2 separate regions of the Gossypium hirsutum genome follow, and region 1 is linked to region 2. The links are chromatin contacts, called in public Hi-C maps. All regions are on one chromosome and are shown on one strand. Each heading gives the region's core, a stretch centred on a gene start, on an enhancer-like site or on the middle of the called end of the contact. The rest is flanking DNA. Distances are from core to core; before and after follow the strand shown.

What was found. A called contact is a pair of places that touch in the nucleus more often than the background predicts.
Region 1: a contact with region 2 is called in a Hi-C map of fibers, with 2.5 times the contacts expected there. The contact joins the enhancer-like site here to the promoter of LOC107921286 in region 2. A contact is called at or near these places in 7 of 34 Hi-C or Micro-C datasets (anther, fibers, hypocotyl and 3 more).

What each region holds. Positions count from the first base shown.
Region 1 is chrD04:38,946,298-38,949,870 of Gossypium_hirsutum_v2.1, forward strand. No RefSeq gene overlaps it. Among protein-coding and RNA genes, the nearest start is that of LOC121216183, 29 kb to the right of the region's middle. Within about 2 kb of position 1,399, at least 1 of the 9 cell types and tissues checked has an H3K27ac peak or open chromatin away from gene starts, as enhancers often do. A contact at or near this core is called in fibers, where this site is marked.
Region 2 is chrD04:38,819,484-38,823,016 of Gossypium_hirsutum_v2.1, forward strand. LOC107921286 (AT-hook motif nuclear-localized protein 1) reads right to left here and starts at 1,367. Exons shown (of 6, transcript XM_016851159.2): 1 at 723-1,367. The coding sequence starts at 1,020.

The DNA of each region.
Region 1 (3,573 bases), core at 149-2,648, 130 kb after region 2:
TTTGCACTTTCTACACCAATCAAAAGTTTTTTTTCCCATTCTTTTCTACAATTTAAGTTTTTTTTAATGAAATATATTTGGATGTCATGAATTTACGAACCAAAATTTAAATAACATTTTTCTCCGATCTCCAACATTGACCGTCAGACTGACTTGGATCTAAAGTATATTCTTCTACTCATCGATGAATATTGATCCACCGTACCGATCATCGAATTGTCACTTGGAACTCGTTGACGGAACTTAAAAAAACACAAAAAAACTTAACAGCCTAGTAACTTAGATAAATACTTTTGAATAGTTCAATGACTTAAAATGAAAATTTTTGAATAATTCAATTACCAAATTGTAATTTTTTTTAGTTAAGTGACCAAAATAAAAATTTACGAATGAGTAATTTAGCTTTAATTTATTTGTTAGTAGCCATTTTCTTATACCTGCAAGAAATCCTATTAATTTCTTATTTCTTTTTCATTGGGTCTTTAACTCATCTAACCATTCTTTTGGCAATTTTTGGAAAAAAAATTGAACAAATAAATTAAAAGAGAGAAGGCAAGAAAGAAAGAAAGAATAGAGTAATTGCTTAGAGAGGTAAATGCTTGTGGAGGAGTCTGTTTTCTATTAGTGTAATATCTTAGGCTTTTAGGAGTACCCAGTAGATTAGTCTTTTTTGAATACTGTATTGACAGCAAATTGGTGCAGTGGTCAAACATTTGGTTGGATTTACCAAAATATATACGCTTTGGTGTAAGAAAAAAACAATCATTATTTTGAGAGAATAGAGGGCACTGATTATGTATATTGTAATGTGATAATATCACAATCGAATGATTAGGATTAAATTGAATCCATAGTTTCGATTAGTTGATTTTGTACAACCATCTTTGATATGTTTGCTATTTTTACTCAATTAATTTACTCACGATCTTATCCTACCCATAATATGATTTAAAAATATATATATATATTTGAAATAGTTGAATTTTTCATAGGTTGAATCATATCATTGGTAAATTAGTTAGGAATGATATATTTTATTTAGAATTTTAGTAATTTAACCACAAATTGTAATGATATCATGGTTTGGATAAATTTTTAACATACAAAACTTAATCTAAAACCATTTTTAGTAAAAAGGACTAAAATGAACTTAATATAGATATTTTGGGTAAAGTGATTGTATTTTTGGATGGAAATAAAAATCTAAACAAGTTTTCAGGCTCCCATGTGATGCAATATTACTATAAAATTCACCTAAACCTACGGCGAAGGATATCGCTTTTCCTCGTAACATGAAGCAATGATGAAATCATATGCATTTGAATAGAGCAGCAGCAGAAGATGGCTTATTCCAAAGATAAAATCATTCTAATTACCAGCTCATCCTTCTACCAGTATTTTTTTTAAAATGTAAAATTTTGGTTGGAATCATATTTTAATTTTCAGAGCCAAAGATCATGCATCCATCAGATGGGTCAAAATGATTCATTTCTTTTATATTCCTTGACATTCAGTGACTGTCTGCAACCAATTAGGCCCTAAATATTCTGGGATGCTTATAGATAGACTTATATTAAAGCAAATATCCATAAAAGCACCAAGAAAAAGTTTGAGTTTGGACCACAATTAGTTGACGATGTGTAGGTTTGAATTGGGTTGTTTTTCTTTTCAAGCTTAATGCTCTGAGAACCATTAATTTATGGCCCAATTTGAGGGACTAAGCTGACCTTCATGTTTATTCTAATGGGATGAAACTGGTTTGGGATCATCATGGCATTTAAGAATCTGGTTGTTCAAGCTTGAATTTGATAATTCTTTGTTAGTATACTACGTAGTTAATTATAAGTGATTTTATGTTTTGGTTATTCATCTTAAAATTTTATTATTTTAGTTTATAATGTTATTACCATTTGATATTTTGATCATTTTTTTGTTAAATTATTAATGAAATGTTGACATGATTATCATTTATTAATATAATAAATTTAGCTTTTCATTATTTATATATTCTATTAACTCGATTTTAATTTTAAAAATTCAATCATTTAAATCTCAACTCTACACATTCTATCAATTGAATCTTAATCTTTAAAAAGTTTAAAAGATAAAAATTACAAAAAAAAAGCTTTAAAACATAAAAAATTATTTAAAAAATCATTTTTCAATAAAAATACATAATGTCACCTTGTATCAAACAAGGCTCGCTCTCCTCCCAAAGAGCTCGGAGCGCAGGGGAAACTTATTAACCCTCCGTTTGTTTTGAAATTATAGTATTAAATACAAACTATAAAATTTTTAAATGGGGGATAAGTCATTGAGTGAGAGTGAAAGATGATTTCGTGAGTTTATATTTATATTTAGACTTTGCACTATGTATGATCCCCATTGAGATCGAGACCCAAGAATAAAATTCAATTGTGTAGTTTCCTTCTTCAATCGTTTGCTTCACATCCATCTAAAGCTAATTAAAGCAATGGAAAAAAAATTGAAAACTTTTTGGTAAATGAGTGTGTAGTTTGGGCATCCCCAATAATTTTTTAATTTTTATATATTTTTAAAACTTTTAGCAATAGATATGTTAGACAATCTTTTCCGTGCTTGTACGAGCCTACGTGATAGAGGATCGCATGCGGATCAAGATCGAGTTGCCAAGTCACGGAAAATTCCTACGAAAGCTATAGACACTCGGATCTGAAGCGAAACAGAAAATTAAACTTAGAATCAATTAAATCTGAAACGAAAATACCTAAAACAATAAAGGATCAGCCAAGAATTGAAAACACTTATTAATAGGGATTCTTGGAAGCCAAGAACACGTAATTGAACTTCAAGAAAGACTCCAATCAGCCGAATCTGACAATTGAACATGAAACAGAAAAAGTTAAACTTAACAGATTACAAAAACCAAAAATTGAAATAGAACTAGGGTTCGTGCAGCAAGAAAGAGGGGAATTATGAATCAAGAATGATTCTTGATGCCCAAGAATGATGTAGACTTTCCAAACCGAATCTGAAAAGAATAACACAAAAAAAAAACAGCAAATTAAACTCAAAAGTCCAGCAAAACAAATTGAATCAGAATTAGGATGATTGGACGGCAAGATCAATTGAAAAGGATTACTAAAGAACGTTTCTTGCTGCCAAGAAGGGTGCCGATCAGATTCTTGAAGAGTGTAATGACTGGAAACGCAGCAAAAGAGATTAAAACAAGTTAATCAATAAATTGGCACAAGCAGAAAAATTTAAAGAGGAATAAACAACAAGAAAAATAAAGAAAAGTCCTAAGAAGCCTTGAAATCGAGAAAGATTTCACAACTCTCTTCAAACGGCTCTAATCTCCCCTACAATGTAGGACAATGGCAAGAAGAAGGCTGAAGATGACTCACACAATAAAAAAGATTGTTAAAACTACTTCCAAAGAAAACTCAAGAGAAAATTCTTGGAGAAAACTCAAAGAGAATTTTCACTCAACAAAATCTGGTTTCAATGTATAATTCAATATTTTTTCTTCATAAGGTGGCCGACCAAGCCTTATTATAGGCCATCTAACTATTTTCCTAATCCTATTAGAAA
Region 2 (3,533 bases), core at 117-2,616:
TCTAATTTCAGTATTAAATTTTTTATTATTATGAAATTTTATTTTAATATTTATGTAATAATTAAGTTTTTCCTTAACAAAATACTAAATAAAAAAAACATTTATATCGTAATATATTCAACTTAGAGATTTATATTTTTTAATCTAATTTGATTGTTCTAATCTAAGTCAGTAATACATTGAAGAAATTCCATTTATTGGTGAATGTGAATTTTTTTTGAAAAATCTGAAACTCAAAGTTGTATAAAATAATTTAAAATAAGAAATATGATTATTAAATAGTTATATTCAATTAATTTTTCATTTACAAAAATCGAGCTTAATCTCATTATTTGAAGTACGTTAGCCTATTAACAAAGTTTTTAAATAATATTAGTGGCTTAAACTAAAATACAACAACATAATAATAATATCAAATTTGAAATAAGAGAATAAGTTCTCAAGAATAATAACACATGAAAAACTATTATTTGAACTGAGGGTTGGAAAGAAGACAATGTTAATAAAGCTAGTTTGTTTAGCTCGCCTTTCTAAAATTACTATTTAATTTCTTAAAAATGTATATATCACAATCACATTTGAACATTTATATTAGATATATTACTAAAAATAACTAATATTATATATAGTGAACTAGATTCATAAACAAATTATATATATTTTTTACAATTTAAATAATTAGTAAAAAGAAGCAAGGATGAGGATGGTGAAGTTGGGATTACCTAGAGAAGGCATTCCTTTACCTCTCTTGGAAGAGGAGAAAACAGAAGGAGATAAAGTGAAGGCAGGAGTTGAGGATGGATATGGAAATGGGATCCTAAGCTTCCCATCTGCATCATATTTCCTTGGCCTCCCTCTCTTTTTCTTCCCTAAGCTATCCCCACCTGCACCTGCTACAGGAACGATTGCTGTTGCACCATCAAGGCTCATGTTCATCACCAGGCTACTCACTGCTGCAGGTGGTGAGTCTGTGTCCGAGTTGCCTAGTGATCCAGATATCGTGCTCTCCTTTTCTTCCATTTTCTTTTGAGAATATATATATATGACAATATACCAAAATTTGGGTTCTTCTCAAGAACACTAAAAGTTGGGTGTTTGCTTTGAGAAGCTTTTTTTTTCTTTAAATGAAACAAAATAAAAAAGAAGATGAAGTTTGAAAGTTGAAACAAAGACAGGATCCCTTCAAATGGCGCCAGAAATGGAAGGTGGTTTACCTTTTTTTTTTGGAAAGAAACAGAGAAAATAAAAATGAGATTTTACAAACTTCCCTCCATTAGTGGTGGAGGGAAAGGAAACTGGGGAAACTAAGCTCTTTCTTTTTTTTTTTTTGGGGGGGGGTTGTCTGGACTGGACTCCACAACCTGAAAACAGGGTCAATTACTATAATAGAATGCCTTTTTTGTATTCATTTGATCCCCATATTGCCCCTGTAATGTTGTCTATATAAATTTACTAAGGGTAAAGTATCCCTTAAATCTCTACACTTTTCGAAATTTTAGATTTTAACTTCTGCATTTTTTATTTTTAAAATTTTAATTTTTTACTTTTTCAGATTTTAAAATTTAGATTTCACTGTTAATATTATTTTTTTAAATTTAAATTAATTATAACATTATTTTTAACTACATAGTCATTAAGTGAGTATTTTTTTATTTCAAAATGTCACACCAATAAATTTAACAAAAAAATAATGTTAAACCTAGATGTTGAAATCCGAAAAATAGATAAACTAAATTTCTAAAAATAAAAATATAAAAATTTTCTAAATTTTTAAAAAATATAGACATATTTTAATAAAAGAATAAAGGAAATTCCGACCAAAAAAAATTGAAAGGAAATGGGTACCGATTTTATTTTATTTTAATTTTTTTCTTGTGTGACAATTTTACTCAAACTTTTAGAAATAGAAAATATTAATAATAGTAGTAATATGTTTTTTTTGCCCAATATAGTAGTAATGGTTTTAGAAAAGGGTAAATTACGTAAATAGTCATCTAATTATTAAAAGTTTTTATTTTAGGCATTCAAATTAAAAAATTGCAATTTAGCACATTACATAGTTCGATTATTTTGGTCACTTCCGTTAAAATCACAAACGACAACTTAGGCGTAGTAGTTAAAAAATAGGTATAATAAAATTTTTAGTCCTCAACTTTTACATATCATATAGATTTAGTAATAATTTTAAAAAATTAACCTTTAAAATTTATAAATATTCTCAACTTAACTCTAATTCTAAAAAATTAAAAAAATATAAAAATAAAAAATATTTTAAAAATATATAATTAATTTAAAAGATATATAAAATTTTAAAAAATTATTGTTGACAAAAAAATAGCATATGAAATTTAAAAATATATAAAAATACGTAAAATTTAAAATTATCAAGAAATTATGATAAGATACAATACAAAGCCTTTAGTAAAATCTAGACCTTCCATAAGGCAACAAATCGAACGAAACAGCACACTCTTCTCTTAAAATTAGAAAATTTACGAATTTTACTGATTATGAAAGGGCAACCACATTAAATAACAGAAGGCTATAATTATCTCCAGCTTACATTGAGTGAAAAGCTTTGCCAAAGATAAATAGAATGAAAATGCAAGAATGGAAGGAAAATAAAATAAAATTTTATTAATATAAAAAATTATCTCCTCTACATTGATAAAGGGCTCGTGCCCAATAATACAAGTATTACCCACGGAGGGGTTAACAGCATCTCCCATAGGAGCAGCGTTAGAAGGGGGACCGACGCTTTCAAAGGCATCACCATCCATTTCTTTGTTTGACGAGCTACCTTCAGTGGGATCGTCATCTATTGCTGCAGCAGATGCTCCCTCCGATGAAGTAGTCAAAGGAACTTAAAGTCGTCTCTGAAATTCCCGCCAATCCTCCTCGGGATTTGGATCGTACAGATCAAAATTAATCATCTCAAAATTCTCTCTAAAGAGAGGAGGTTCCATATTCACCCGGCAGAAGTTGAAAGGACCATAGACGACTTGTAAAGCCAATACTAACTGGTCTTGAAAGGAGTCCAGTAGCTTCCCTTGAGCAAAAGAAAAAGAAGCCTTATCACTAGCTCGAGATTCTTTCTCCTTCAACAGGTCAACTTGCAAGGCCTCCAGTCGTTTGTCTTTCTCCTCCAGTTGTTAAGCCTTTGTCTCCACCTCCTTCTCCTTCTCTTCCAAGTGATCCTTCAAAGCCTACACATCTGTAATCAGATTCTTGACGTGCCTCTTTAAGTTGGAGGACCTTTTGTTGGCCTCAGTAACAACCTTCTTCTCTTTCTTGGAAGCCTTGGCAGCACCTTTCACTTTATCTCAAGCTGTCTGAAGGACTAATGTCTCTTGAGCGACCCGATTGCAAGCTAACTTCAAAACTAGTATGGGCTCTATAGAGCATGTATAAAACATTCATCATTAGCCAAGCAAACTAAATTTAATTAAGCTTACAGATTTGCGAAAACTACCTAAAGTAGCAGCAATAGCTAATGGAAAAACAACAATAGGGAAAGATAGGTAGCCTACTTC